3 separate regions of the Zea mays genome follow, and all the other regions are linked to region 1. The links are chromatin contacts, called in public Hi-C maps. All regions are on one chromosome and are shown on one strand. Each heading gives the region's core, a stretch centred on a gene start, on an enhancer-like site or on the middle of the called end of the contact. The rest is flanking DNA. Distances are from core to core; before and after follow the strand shown. Region 1 holds the start of LOC541965 (CCAAT-HAP5-transcription factor 59). Region 2 holds the start of LOC100278551 (Kinesin-like protein KIN-7N). Region 3 holds the start of LOC103654389 (probable glycosyltransferase 6).

What was found. Hi-C and Micro-C count contacts between places; a contact is called where the count stands out from the background.
Region 2: a contact with region 1 is called in a Hi-C map of endosperm, with 2.1 times the contacts expected there. The contact joins the promoter of LOC100278551 here to the promoter of LOC541965 in region 1. A contact is called at or near these places in 5 of 25 Hi-C or Micro-C datasets (ear, endosperm, leaf and 2 more).
Region 3: a Hi-C map of tassel shows a contact between it and region 1, with 2.9 times the contacts expected there. The contact joins the promoter of LOC103654389 here to the promoter of LOC541965 in region 1. A contact is called at or near these places in 2 of 25 Hi-C or Micro-C datasets (leaf and tassel).

Annotation. Positions count from the first base shown.
Region 1 is chr4:196,979,439-196,984,491 of Zm-B73-REFERENCE-NAM-5.0, reverse strand. LOC541965 (CCAAT-HAP5-transcription factor 59) reads right to left here and starts at 2,718. Exons shown (of 6, transcript NM_001111619.1): 1 at 2,669-2,718; 2 at 989-1,061. The coding sequence starts at 2,701.
Region 2 is chr4:196,766,214-196,771,266 of Zm-B73-REFERENCE-NAM-5.0, reverse strand. It overlaps LOC100278551 (Kinesin-like protein KIN-7N), which reads left to right and starts at 2,912. Exons shown (of 14, transcript NM_001291655.1): 1 at 2,912-3,161; 2 at 3,274-3,482; 3 at 3,596-3,709; 4 at 3,787-3,868; 5 at 3,952-4,019; 6 at 4,135-4,197; 7 at 4,292-4,434. The coding sequence starts at 2,990.
Region 3 is chr4:197,158,845-197,163,897 of Zm-B73-REFERENCE-NAM-5.0, reverse strand. It overlaps LOC103654389 (probable glycosyltransferase 6), which reads right to left and starts at 2,694. Exons shown (of 1, transcript XM_008681232.4): 1 at 747-2,694. The coding sequence starts at 2,365. The coding sequence ends at 989.

The sequences.
Region 1 (5,053 bases), core at 1,469-3,968:
CATGTCAAGTTTGGCCGCCCTCAACCTCCCATCACATTATTGTCCTATCTTATGATGCCTCTATGCACCGCTGCCTCTGGGGGTCTCCGGTGGACATGCCCAAACCATCTCAACCGGTGTTTAATAAGCTTTTTTTTCAATTGGCGTTACTCGTATCCGATTGCGTATGTCATCGTTTCTCACTCGGTCCAATCTTGTGTGCCCACATATCCAACGCACCATACGCATCTCTGTGACACTTAGTTGTTGGATATTTTGTCTCTTAGTAGGCCAATGGACAATATTATTTGGATCATCTCTCAGCCCTCATCCGTCCCTCGACCACCGACCCTGCCGCCTCCAGCCTCCCCCTCCCACCGTGACCCCATCGCCCCTCCCCATCTCTCTCACTCGTGTCGCCGCAGCCGACCCCTTCCCTCATCTCCCCCCTCTGCGATCGTAGTGTTAGCTGTTATGGTCGCTAGATCGGTGAGGGATTGGAGAGGGAATTCGATGGTTGGAGCTGCTGGTGGAGGCGGTGCGGTACTGTTCATGCGTGAACAGTACTCGCGGTTACTGTTCACAGGGCGCCGGCCGAGGGCCTCTGCCCACGGCCGAGCAAGAGGAGGGTTTCTCCCTTCTAATTCTTGTCTGCTTTATTTCTCATCCATTGATTACATAAATAGGCCAGTTGGCTGCCCCTATCTAGCTAGAGATCCTTATCTCCTAAAAACTCTCAACAAACTACTAACTGATAACCTTCCTAGATAATCTCAACTAATCTCCTAAATAATCTCAACTAATCTTCTAATCTTATCTCTAACTATCCTTATCTAATCCCCCTTAGGGCCCATGGCTGCTGCTACCGCAGCCCCTCTGTGGGCCTCCTTAGGTCCTGACATTAGCACGTACTATATGCTAGTTTAAGTAGAAATACTAGATTATTGTGAGAAAACACAGATATGTACATAATACATACAAAAAGCACAATGATTCTTGCAAAACTTACAAACTAAAACAGGAACTGCTAGTGCAATCTTTCCAACATCCTCATCTGCTTGCATTATCTTTTTGATTCGAGCCTATTATAATACAGAACATAGTTAGGGACAACTTCATGACATTATAACTTATATATTTCAAAAAACATCTAGAAAAGATATACCAACATAAGTACAACCCGAAACTTTGGTAATCAATACAGACATCAAAGAAACTGTTTCATGAAAAACAGAGCAAATGCCACAACCCAGAAATTATCTTTTCAGCTAAATACAACAAAATATGCATCTGCACTGCAAATCATACAGGTGTGTTTAGCTTGGAACTTCAACTAGCGGCGGTTCCATGACAAGGGAACAACAATAAGAGGTTTTGAAGATTCAAAACCAACCTGAAGGCATAAAACAAATACTGTGATCCGCAAACAGCCCTGCTTGAGCGCTACACCAGGGGTTATAATCTCAAGGAATAAATGCTGGCATGTTCAGGAGACCTCAGAACAATCAAACAGACAAACATGGCGGCATAATTGCTTCCTCCTTCCGGGAAAAAATGTAATATGTAACTAAAGGTTGCACACCAGTTAAAGTAATTCACGTTTGACCAAATTTCTTATGAATAGTATTCACATTTATGGCTTCATATCAATTTGTTATGAAAATACATTTCGTAATTATCAATGATACTTATTTGCTATCATAAATATTGATATTTTTTAATATATAATTAGTCAAACTTAATATACTAAAACACGAGACTGCTAGAATTGCATTCTTTCCTGGACGGAGGGAGTAATTCAGAACATCTTTCGCATCTTGGAACTCCAACCAAGGGAAGGCACCTGAGCCTAAATCCTACATCAGACCTGGCCGTTCCCAAGAATAGTTCCCTCACCAAAGACATATTGACCAACACAACAGTGGAAGTTAATGTAGTTTCAAACTCTACCAGACCATAATAAAACCCGATGATAAAGGCTGCACACGAATTCCACTGCATGAGCACTCATGCACCAGATCACATGTTGAGTATCCCCAGAAATACATGGAACCTGCGATATATGCTGAATTGCTGACATGATCTGGAGACCTTGCAACCAAACCACAGGCACGACAGCAGGATGGAGCGCATCTCTTGCATCTACACGCCAAGCCAAGCGCGATTGAGGATAACCAGCGGCGCGTAGAGGTCACATCAGTCTGTCAACGATCACACGGACTAAAACACAAGGTCCCAAAACACAAACCAAACGTCAACAGCACTAACCTAGTCAGCTGCGAGCGCCCACAAATCTCTCCATCCGTTGAACACAACACGAGCGCAGAAACCGGATCAGAAATTCTCGACGTCCTCTGTTGAGCACAGAGAATCCGGCAGACCCCAAAAATGTGAACGGAAAAAAAAACGAAATTACTTCCGCACGCGCGCGCGCGCGGGCGAGCACAGGAGCCGATCTGAGTCCGAGCCCGCCGTCACCCCGTGGAAGCCAGCCAAATCCCCGCCCACGTAACGAAACAGCGAAGCCGCGATTTAACGACGGCCGGCGTCCACCGGATCCCGCCCGCAAGAGCGAAGATCTGCACCGCGCGCGGCGACCCAGATCAGATCGCGCGCGCGAGCGCGGCGGATCAGAACGAGAGAGGATACGAGCATGGCGGGTGACGGGAGCTGGAGGGGCGAAACATACCGCGGGGAACCGGGTGCCGAGCTTCTTCCTCATCTTCGCCTCCGCCTCCTCGCCGGACGCTGTCGTAGTCTACTCTACTTTTTCTGCTCTTTTTTTTCTTTTTTTCTTTTTTTTTTGATGGCGAAGGCTTGGGTTTCTTTTCTCGTTTGGCGTTCTCGCTCTTCTTCCACGTTCCACAAGCAAATTGAACGCACGAAGCCACGGAGGAGTAGAGGCGCGCAGCGCACCATCGCGACGCGACGGCATCGTCCGTCCCGAGGCGCCCGTGTTCTCACCGCGTCACATCAAGCAGTGGCGGTAAAGTGGGCCGGGCTCTACATGGGTTTTCTCGGCCCGAAATAGCTGTGTTAAGGCCGAAAGGAAACGGACTGGACTGTTTACGTAAGGCTGTTAGGCCATCTCCATATTTAATCATATATCTCATTTTTATTTTAAACTTCACTCTACAGATAATATCAAACAATATCATTTATAGTTATTTTACACAGCCCACAAGAGGCAGTCGCGCGAACGCGGATGTGGAAAAGCCATCGCCATGGGCCTGTTTGGTTCAGCTTTTTTCTGACCAGCTTTTCTGAAAATCTGGCTGTGGGGAGAATCTGGCTGTGAGAAGAATCTGAGTATCATTACGATTACGTGTGGAGTAAGATAAAGTTATTCATAGGGCTTAGAATCTAGAAAGTGACGGATTCCTACTATTACAATGACTCAACCGATTATATGTTTATGTTGATTTTGGATGGTTTTTGCCTCAACGAATTTTATAGAAGCTGAGCGTTTGGCAGTCCGCAACAGCTTTTGGTGGGCAGAAGCCGCAGAAGCCGAAACAAATAGAGCCTAAAACCGGCTCAGCTCCAGCAGATCGCGAAAAAAGGAGAGGAAGATAGGGGTAACGACGCGGGTAGGGGTTATCCTTTTTCGCATCCATTTACGTGATTTATTGTACAGGATCTCCCTATCTTACGTATGGGGGAGCTAATAGAGGACCTAGTGGTAACGCTCTAAAAAGCCCTTAAGAAAACAATTAAAATCGTCAACAAGGCAATATATCTTGTGTTCAAAGGGATATTGTGCTCACATGCACATTTTAAATTTAGAACATTCATTTTACATCTAGCAGCACTACCAATTTTATATAAAAACTCCTTCCACCTACCTCCCCTAGTGGGAAGGGTTTTTCATAAAATTATCTTTTACCATTGGATATGAGATAGATGTACTAGATTTAAAATGTGCACATGATTATAGTGCCCCTTTAAACATCGAATATGTTCCTTGTTAAAAAACCCTATGAAGGGTTACGTCCGTCAAATGTGCCTCTAAGAGATTGAGATTCTAGTTCTCTATATAATTGTCACACCCAGTTTTAGAAAGTAAACCGAATGCAAACCATGTATGTGCCAGGATTAGAACTCACGTACACAATGATTACATAAATAACTCGTCACAATGCTTCAAATATTAATAAAGAGTAAGTAATAATATTACAAACTAGAGTCATTTACATAATATAGATTAAAGTGCACATAATAGAAACGTAGCCAACGTAAATAAACCCACCACAGACAGCTGACTGGGGTAAATGGGTACAGGTGGGTACTACCTATACCCGTGGGTAAAATATACCCGCATCATAACACTATTACCATCTAGTAAAGGTGTAAAGCTCATCTTAGCTAAAGAAAATCCTTATCTGGCTATCGTTTGTTTAACTATCAAGTTATGTAACATATGATTTGTTAAATTTGAAGTTGAACTTATTTTTGTATGTTTGTTTGACATTTTAAGTGATTGGTATATTAGAATTTGAGACTTTTTTGCGAGTAATGGTTACCCGAATTGTAAAATTACTCGTGTGGGTACAACTATGGGTAAGACTCTGTACCAACAAGCAGATATGTGTAACCCAATGTGTAGTTTTTTTTACAGGTACGAAATGATATTACCGAGGGTATATACCCGTTGCGATCCCTAATAATTATACATATAATGAGAATGTGAGGACACATACTCAGAGTTCTTTCTAAAATAAGACGACCTTTTTTCAATGGCTTCTTTTATCACGTCTTCACTAATATCACTGCTGGAAGTTTGATCCCTTCCTCCTTCAGGATCCTTTTTGTTATAAATGAATGCGACACAAATAGGATCAATCAGGATCCTTTTTGTTATAAATGAATGCGACACAAATAAGATCAATCACAGAGAAGACACAGATTTAACGTGGAAAACCCCTCTAAAGTGAAGGGGGAAAAAACCACGGGCGCCGGCCGACAACTTCTCACTATTTTCGGGTGGTTACAGATCGCAGGAGATTTACAATTGAGATAGATATCTCCTGCGGCTTACAAAGATATTTATAGAGGTGAAACCCTAAAACGATCC
Region 2 (5,053 bases), core at 1,663-4,162, 210 kb after region 1:
TTTTCCTCTAATTACTTTCTTTGTTTTCTCGGTGTCATTTGAAGGCTTCTTATTGCTGCTACCACCCTCGAGACAAGACTTGATCCTATTTTTCTTTTGACGTCCGACACCTCTTTTACCAAGGGGTGCACCAACCTCTTTTGCAAAGTCCACCTTAGGCCAAAACAACTTGTTCTCAATTGGCTCCACCAATCTTGAGTATGCTTTTCTATACGGCTCTACAGAGTAGTAATCATCAACAAACTCCTCCATCATCACATCTCTGAATTGTTGTGCAGTTAGTAGACATAATGCATGTTGGCAAGGTTTCCCGGTATGTTGCCATTCTAGGCATGAACATTCTCTTAGGTATGCCTTCACCACATATCTAGAAACACAGTCACTGTTGTCTCTCACCTCGGCAACATAGTCATCACCTTTTATGACTTCCAGGTGTCCGAGCCCTCGAGTACGTGCATTGAGTTGGGCTATGATGGAGGGTAGTATCTTTCCTTCTAACATCCGTCCAATTCGCCTTCTCTTATGAAAAAGTTGCATGATCATCACCCTTATTTTGTCAGCAAGGTCGCATACTGGAAGGTCCTTGTAGTCCTTAATCCAGTTGTTGAAGACCTCCACAATGTTATTCGTCACATAGTCACATTTGATGCTAGGGTTAAAAGCACTGTGGTACCAAAATAAACTATGAAACTTTTCCAACCAATCAGCGATGGCAGGGTTCTGTTTCACATTTGCAATGTACATATCATAAACTTCTTTCCTGTACGCCCTAGCAGCAGGGTACATATATTTAGAACCAGGAAATTGTTTGACAAAGTTGTTCATTAGATGCCTGAAACACTCTCTTTTCTCTACATTGGGAAAAACATCCCTCATTGCGTTGGTCAAACCTTTGCAAGCATCAGAACAAACTGCTAGTATAGGAAGATCTCCAATGGCCTTCCGTAACTGCTGCATGAACCATTTCCAATTGTCTTCCGTTTCAGACTCGAAGAATCCAAAAGCAATAGGGAACATCCAATTGTGCCCATCAACTGCTGTAGCAGATGGTAGGTGACCATTCCATCGACCATTCAAAGCAGTAGAATCCACACTCAAGTAAGGTCTGCAACCCTGTAAGAAGCCTGTGATACATGGTCCAAGAGCACAAAAGAAGCGCGTGAAGTAGAATCGACCATCTTCTACTCGAACATCAATTTCAATGACACTATCAGATGACTTCTGCAATACTGCCTCCTTCCAACTGTACAAAAGTTGAAAGCTCTCTTCCCAGGTCCCATACAAGACTTTCAAGGTTTTTTCTTTTCCATACCAAACTGTGTCATAAGCAATTGTGCATTTGTAGGTATCTTGAAGTGTAGTTTGTAATTCCTTAGCACCAATATGTGATTTCTTAACAATAATAGGAAGAGCTTTTGAAGCAACCCAAGCACTTGTTGGTGTGCTAGTCCTCCTCCGTCCACTAGAAGTACAAGTGTGATGATCATTCAACACTGTCACCTACAAAAATAGCAACAACAATAACACTCTCATTGTAATACTTCGAAGGACACAACAATATAAATAAGATAAGTTCTTGACATAAACAAAAAACATACAATTATGGTCGGCGAACCATCCCTCTCAATTCTTGCATTTATGCTCCAAGGACAGCCGCCTCCACGACAATAGCCTCTATATTTCTTCATTGTACTTGCCTCAATACCTAACTCGAACTCTTTGTCTATGGCATATTGTCTCATTGCCAGCCTAAATTCAGTCATAGATGCATACAAGCTTCCAACCTCCATCACTGGATCATTAGAGTCATAGACAAATCTGGTCTCCTGCTGCAAAAAATCAACACAAGGCAAAGCTGCGGAACCATCGCCACCAAGTTGATCTATATTATTTCCATCAACTCTACGATTGCAAGCATCCTCTCTCTCTTTATTTTCTCGTTCATTCTCGGCAGCTAATCCAAGTTTGTGGTACATAACACTCTCATTGGGTACATGCTGGGGTCCCTCTTCTTGCCATCGCAAATCCGGTAAAATTCCCTCAAAATCATTTCCTCGAGTTGACGAATCCGCTACCGAATGACCCTGCTCTACATCATTAATGGGAGGGGGTGCACTGATATCCTCAGGCGAGGCTGGTGCCTCAATCAACAAGTGTTCAACCTCTTCAATGGTGACAAACCAATTTGCATCTGTCGCATTGTGCTCAACGTCTCCATTGCTGTCAGGAGTCTCCATTGCAGTACCTGGCTGAGAGTGATAGATTAAACGTGCTGTCTACATATTTTCTATTTTGTTATTAGATTGGCACAATGAAATAGCCGACAACCACGTACCTAAGGCGCACCGCCGAGCACCAGGGAGAGGCGCGCCGTCCGAGGAGGAGCGCTCTCCAAGGAGCTCCTGGAGGGAGAGAGCCGGGCAGAGAAGACCATCGGGGAGGGAGCTCGTCGGGAGGAGCCACGAGGAGCACCGCAGACGAGCTCGACGAGCGCCGGGAGGGAGAGGATAGAGAGAGGGAGAGGAAGGCGCGGCACGGCACCGACCGTCGGGGAGGAGTCGGGGAGAGCACCAGGAGCGCCGGGCAGAGAGATCAGACGAGCGCCGGGGAAGACGACGCGAGCAGACAGGCGTGGCGCAGAAAGGAGCTCGCAATCCGTTCTAAGAAACGGAATGGCGTAACAACAAGTTGACCTCCGGCTAAATCGGACTCAATACCAGAAATCTGAAGTTCAACGGATTATAATACTAAAAGTCTAAAATTACAATTGCTCTGTTCGGGATACCGATTTTCACAAGCTCAGTGTTGGTGATATCACGGTTCCAAAAAAAAAAAGCTCGACCTGCCCAGCGCACTGCTTTTTACAGGTCACCACCGGCACGCTCCTCCTCTTTCCTGTAGGCTGCAGCAACCCGCTCCCCCGCTCACACCGAAATTTGAAATCCTCCTCCCAGTCTCGTCCTTCGAACGAAGCAACAGCCGCCGCGCCATGGAGAAGATCTCCGTCGCCGTCCGCTTCCGCCCTCCCAACCTGGTGGCCGCTAACACCTCCCCAGCCAGTTCCGGCGGAGGCGGCGACCGCGAGTGGCGTATCGATGACACCCGCGTTTCCCTCCTCCACCGCGCCGCCGGCCCCATCACCGGTGCCTCCTTCGCCTTCGGTACGGATCACGCTCCTCTTACGACGTCCCTCTCCTTCACTGTCGCTCTCAACCCCTAAACCCGTCCGCTCGTGCCTCCTTCCTTGGGCTGCTTGGTTGGTTGGCTCCGCAGACCACGTCTTCGACGGTGCGGCGAACAACGAGCGGATCTATGGCACGGTCGTCCGGGAACTCATTGGCGCCGTCGTCGGCGGATTCAACGGCACCGCCTTCGCCTACGGCCAGACCAGCAGCGGGAAGACATTCACCATGAACGGCTCCGACGCCGACCCGGGCATCATTCCCCGCGCGGTCCGCGACGTCTTCGACACCGTGCGCCAGGTGTGTTGATTGCTCGATTATCTGCTCCCCGAACAAGACATTGTTAGATTGGTTGCTGCGATTGTTTCTGCTGCGCGTGAGTGATTTGTTGGATTTGGGTCTGCCTGGGTCAGGCTGACGACCGCGAGTTCCTCATCCGGGTGTCCTACATGGAGATCTACAACGAGGAAATCAACGACCTCTTGACACTTGAAGGCCAGAAGCTGAAGATTCATGAGAGCTTAGATGTAAGTACTCCTTTGGATATTTTTCTCTAATTTATCAACATGTTTTTGTAACAGTGAAAATTAATTGTTGCCTATAGCGTGGAGTGTACGTGTCTGGTTTGCGGGAGGAGATCGTGAACAGCGCAGAGCAAGTGTTTGAGCTCCTCCAGCTTGGAGAAGGCACATTTCTGTCCCTACATTTTATTTTTCACCAACTGCGAAACTTGTTTCACCGTTTGTCACTATTTCTTTGTTGTTTTCAGCGAACAGGCATTTTGGAGAGACCAACATGAACATGCGGAGCAGTCGGTCACACACTATTTTCAGAATGGTATAGAATTCTGAATTCTGCAGCAATTCTGTAATTGCAGCTGTTCTAAGTTCATTTCTGTAGTTGAATGGAAGCGATAACTAAATCAAGAATGTTCTGTTTATATCGGTGTCAGGTAATTGAGAGCAGTGGTAAGGACCAGACAGACGGTGGAGATGCTATCCGCGTATCTGTTTTGGTATGTACACTTTACTGTATACTCAGGTATCATGTATGTAGTAAAAGTAAATGTGTAGAAAATATTGTGATTTACCGTTTTGTTTTACATGTAGAATTTGGTGGATCTTGCTGGGTCAGAAAGAATCATCAAGACGGGGGCAGAAGGGGTACGTTTGAATGAGGGGAAGTATATTAACAAGAGCTTAATGATTCTTGGGAATGTCATCAATAAGTTGAGCGAGAACGGAAAACAAAGGTACTGTCTATAGAGTATTACATAAGTTTCTTCCTCTCGTGTTTACCAAATCTATAACTTCCTTAGGTGAACTGTGCTAAATTTGATGGAAAATCAATCTAGAGACGTACATGTTATTGTAGTTATGATTGGGTCGTCATAGGCAAGGATCATCATTGATTGTTCTGTTTTCTAAAACAAACTCTAGGTAATTTTTTATTATATTTTTTGTAACTTCTCATCCTCCATGATTAATCCATTAATTCCATACCATATTCTTACGTACAGTATATTTTTACATATTATTTTTAATTAATTCTATTACTGCCTTAGTGCCTCAAAATGATCAATACCGAATCTACCTTCTGTCAACAGCTCAAGTTTTAGGATGATTTTGTTAGTATATTAAACTCAAATCCATTATCCAAAGTACAAGTGGGATCTCTCAGAAGGGCAGGATTGATGCAGTGGTGAGAGATGTCTCACGAAGTCACCAGGTCGCAGATTCAAAACAACCTCTCTTTATTTGCGAGAAAGGCTTGCCTTAATTTATCCCTTCCCAGACTCTATTCATGTTGAAGCCTTCCACACTGGGTCGACCCTTTTTTAGAAGGACATGTTTGGTATAGTGTTGCTACCT
Region 3 (5,053 bases), core at 1,445-3,944, 180 kb before region 1:
CATGCTTAGTTCATATGTTTTTGGTTCGTCAACCTCCACCAAAAGGCAGGGGGCATATGTTGAGCACAGAAAGTGACCACATGGACGGTCCGACCCTAAGGCTGGACGGGGGTCCGCGCGTGCGCAGAATCAGTTAGGGTTACGAGTTTTCTTGCGGGATTTGTTAGCTAAATCCGCGGGATTAACTCGGTAAATGACTTGTAATGAGTCCAGATCTCCCCCTTTATATAGATGAAGGGCTACGACCGATTGAACCCCCACAATCGATCAAATCATGTCTACTTCTCGTTTTTACCTTATGCATTAGGAGTAGTTCTAGTTTAGCCATAGTTTAGCCTCCCTCTACCTCAAATCTTCATCTCTCTACGGCTCTACGTCGACTAGATGCGTCTTAGATGGTCTGCCGACGCAAAGACACACCATAAGATTTCTCCTCCACGACGGGGTCCCTCTCGAGAGGCGAGATCTAGGTCTGCTGCGAAGAAGAAGACCCTCTGCGCCATCGCGGATCGTCCAGACGTACGCAGAGGAGGAGATGCTCCTACGCCAGGTCACGGACCGTACGACCTTGTGCCGCGGACCGTCCTCGCTTCCACAGATAGCACCCAGGCGGTCCGTTCCAGTGTGCGTCCGGATCGGTGCCAACAGTGCTATCAAGGGGTTAAGCTTTTACCATGTCAAGGGAGGGTCAGTCGACCTATGTATCAGCCATAGATCAGGACTAAAACTAATTAGAATCGGTCATAGATCAGGACTAAAAACTAATTAGAATGACCCTCTGCTTACATATCTTAGAGTTGGTTTGGTGGCAAACGAATTTAAATTTGGAAAAAAAAAAACAGGCGCCAGCTAAATAGCAGTCCCCTTATTCGAAACTATAAACACGATACAATTGAGGCCCAAATTGGCCCATTTCCTTTACCCGCGTAGGCGTGTACGATATACATCTCCAGCTCTCATCTCGCCGCTTGTGAATTATGAATTGCGATCAATCGTTGCGCGCGTGCGCAGCTGGGTAATCGAACGGCAGCCCCCGCACGCTGTCGTTGAGCGGGGCGGCGTGGCGGAACCCGTACGCGCGGAGCACCTGGTCGTCCGCGAACCCCAGCGCGTGGCGCATCCCGTCGTCGCAGCTCTCCCTCGAGTACATCGGGTTCCGACCGCCGCTGCAGGGCTGGCAGCCGACGAAGTGCGTGATGAGCGGCCGCCGCCACCCCACCTCCCCGCCACCGGCCGGCCCCGGTACGACGCCCCTCAAGGCCGCGTTTCGCGCCCCCGCGTAGCGCAGGTGCTCCTGCTCCGCGTGCCGCCGCCGGAGCCCCGGCGAGCGCCGCTCGACGGCCTCGTACCGCGCGGCGACGCCATCGAGGCGGTCCACGACCTCCTTCCAGTAGCCCTGGAAGAAGTACTCCGTCTCGACGAAGGTCTTCTTCCCCGGCCTCTCCCAGTTGTTGAGGAGCAGGTACACGAGCGCGGACTGGTCGCACGCCACGTCGGAGTCCTTGTCGCTGAGCGTGGCTCTGAGCACCTCCCCCCACCGGGCGTGGTCCTCCGGGTACGCGGGGCCCATGCGCGCCCACTCGTCCATGAAGTCGAGCGACCACTGGCAGTTGCGGATGAGGAACACGCCGGCGTTCAGCCCCAGCCACGACTTCCTCACGAAGAACTTGTCGGGCCAGCCATACACGACGAAGTTGCGGCCGCCGTACTTGGCGAGGGGCAGGGAGAAGTCCATGTCGGTGAAGACGGCGTCGGAGTCCACCCACCAGACCCACTCCGCGTCCGGGTGGGCGAGCATGGCGGCGCGGACGATGGGGATCTTGGCCCAGTAGCCTCCCATGGCCGGGTGCAGGAACTCCCTGTTGTAGAGCAGCTCGATCCCGTGCAGGCGGCAGTAGTCGAGCTTGTTCTTGAGGAACCGCAGCATGAGGTGGTCGCCCGCGCCGCCGGGGCACGGCTCCGGCTGCGACCCGGACACCATCACCACGCGCTCCGGCGCGCTCCGGCGGCCGAGCCCGCGCGAGCGCAGCCACTCCGCGCGTTTGGCGTCCCAGCCGGTGAGGCGCCGGCCCGCCGCCACGGCGTACGACACCTCCGGGTCGTCGTAGAACGTGCGCGGCCCGTCCTCAGGGCCGGGAACGGGGACGGGGACGCGCAAGGCGACCAGGCCGCCGCGCCCGCCGGGGTCGAGGACCGACGCCGTGCCCACAAGCGCGAGCAGGGTCGCCGCGACGCCGGCCGCGAACACGACAACGTCGCGCGCGCGGCGGCGCGTCGCTGGCCCCCGCGTCCCTGCGCCGCCGTGGTGCTTGCTCCCCACCGAAGCGGAGACGCGGAGCGGAGCGGCCTCCGACGTGGCGACCATTCCGTGTTACCGTTCGCGCGACGTGGGGCTAGCTCGCCTCGATCGGCTCGTCGCCGGTGGTGCGGTGATGCATGGAGTAGGCCGCGCTTGGTGTGCGGACTGCGGACGTGTTTGTAGTCTCGTACGAGGAAATTAAAGAGCAAGACGCCAAGAGTGCTGCTCCTGGGCTGGGACTGGGAGCCTGAGAGCGATCACGCGAACGCGAGGCCGAGCACGACGGAGTCCAGGGTCCAGGCATCCGCAGGCTGTTTTTTAAAGAAAGAAGAAGAAAAAAAGCGTCGGCAGGCTATAGTCATTATTTTCTCTCTTTTCCTTTCGGGGCTCGTGCAAGCGTATAGAGCACAGTATATGGCGATCCAGACTCGAGAGTCGAGACATCTCATCACTAGCGACAAAATGCTTGTAAGTAGTATCCTACTATCCTTTACTATTTAACACGAAGTCCAGCAATAAATTCTCGAGGTTGGTCAAATCAAGCGAGATCCGAGGTAGGGGGCCACGGTACTTTGTATTTAGAGCTTGCAAATGCACACATCAAAGTTGCAAAAATTTTTAGTTTGCTTAAAAATTTCAACTTATATAGACTACTAGCCAGTTATCCGTAATTTTGCTACCGAACTTAAATATATCATATAAATAGTTATTGATATATTTATTTAAATATAATTATTGTTTATTTTTAAACACTAAAGTATGTGTAGTTTGGTGGTTAGTCCCAAATTTTTAAAGTAGGGGGCGTGCGTTCAAATGCTCGCTTTGCACTATTTTTTATATAATTATTGTTTATTTCTAAATACGGACAGTAGCTGAGATCATGTTGAGCGTGGGGCCAACAGGGTACGACGCCGAGGCGGGGGTGCATGGGGCGGGCCCAGTATGTCAGCGCGGGATGAAGCTATAATAGCACCAGATGGCCACCAGGCGCTGGTGTCTATAGGGCAGTAGCTGAGAGCGTGCTGAGCGTGGGACCAACATGACACGACACCGAGACGGAGGGCGCGTGTATCAGCACGGAGATGAAGCCATAATAGCACGAGATGTCCACACCATTCTTAATATTAGTAGGGATAAGGCAAGCACATCTCTCTGGTTTGTTCTATCTTTACCAACAACTATAGGCAGACATATGGGCCTCACGGCTTCACCTATGTACGGTACCTTCTAGTCAACCCGTAATAAAGAAGGGAGACTATTAATGGTAACTTTTATAGTGATATTTGGTTATTTGTGAATAATATTGGCATCTCCCTAATTTCTTTGACGAGTTAATGTCTCTCTTTTTTATTAAACAAATAGAGTAGTTTGAGGCGGTGAATATGAAGTGAAACGGTGAAAGATAGACTAATTATGGTGAATACGTCTCATTAGCTAAAAATATCATGATGGAAAATAAAAATGAAAAAAAAACTTCTGAAACGATTACAATCAATCTTAAGGTGCCATTAGACAGCACTGCCATGACCACTAGAAACAAGAAATCAAAACCGACCTAGCAAGTTTTGCATTGAGCACAGGATGCGAAAGGATACCTAGCTTATGGTTCTGTCCAATAACTTATGATATGTATGGATATGGACTAATGTAACGTTGAACCTATATGTATGTGAACATTAATATATGCAACTATGAACCATTTGTATTGGCTATATGCATAGAGATTCTTTGGACCGAATGAAGTGTTTGAACCAATTTATATTGAGACTTTATTATTGTTTATTTATATATTGTGGACAAACTTTAATGCAAACCTACAAATATCTTTTTTGGGGGGAAAATTTAACCACAACTGTAAAATGTGGAAGTATTGTAATACTTAAATAATGCATATTAGTAAAACAAAATTATTTGTAAAATTTAACCACATAAATATAATGTGGATGAATTTTAATGTTCAAATAATAAATAGAAATAGAAAATGTTGTAGAAGGAACAAGTATGTTTTTCTAACATCACACATGAAACAGTGTCATAGAGAGAATCTGTCTATTTTCTAGATAGGGGTACAATGTGTTCTGGTTATTCGCATGAAACTAATGGTGTTAGCCTCCAAAAATGACGATAGTGTCATGTATAAACAAATTCGGACACAATATCTATCGGTGTTTGGATCCGTGGATCTAACCAACCAATGAAACAGTGTCGTGTGCCCTAGACCCAGATGGTGATGCGAGTTGACACAACCGCTTTATCCTGGCTCAGGCTATGAAAGACCCTAATTCCAGCAGAGGCGGGATGAGGCTTATATTAATTGCACCAAAGTGCTCGTGGTAGGGGTTACAGGCACAACGGGAGAGGGGAAGACCCCAAGTCCCTGTAAGTAATTGAAGCAAGTGCCAATACCGAGTGATGGAGAAAACTACCAAGTGTTCACCTATCATGCGTCTCTCTCCTCCTGAAGCTGTGAACGGTCCTATTTATTGTAGCATCCCAAAAATTCAAATCTTGGAATTTTCTTAAACTCGCTCTAAATTCAAAATGAATTTCAAATTTCATTTCAAAATGTTTGTTTGCGAGTTGATATCAGCAAATAAAATATAGTGGTCTATATTATCTCCAAAATCCTCCTCAAAATATCCTACAAATATTTCTCCAGTGATCCCCCTCAAATTCTTTCCAGAAACACTACCTAGATATTTCCCCAGTGACCCCTCTCGATTCTTTCTAGAAATACCGCCCAGATATTTCCCC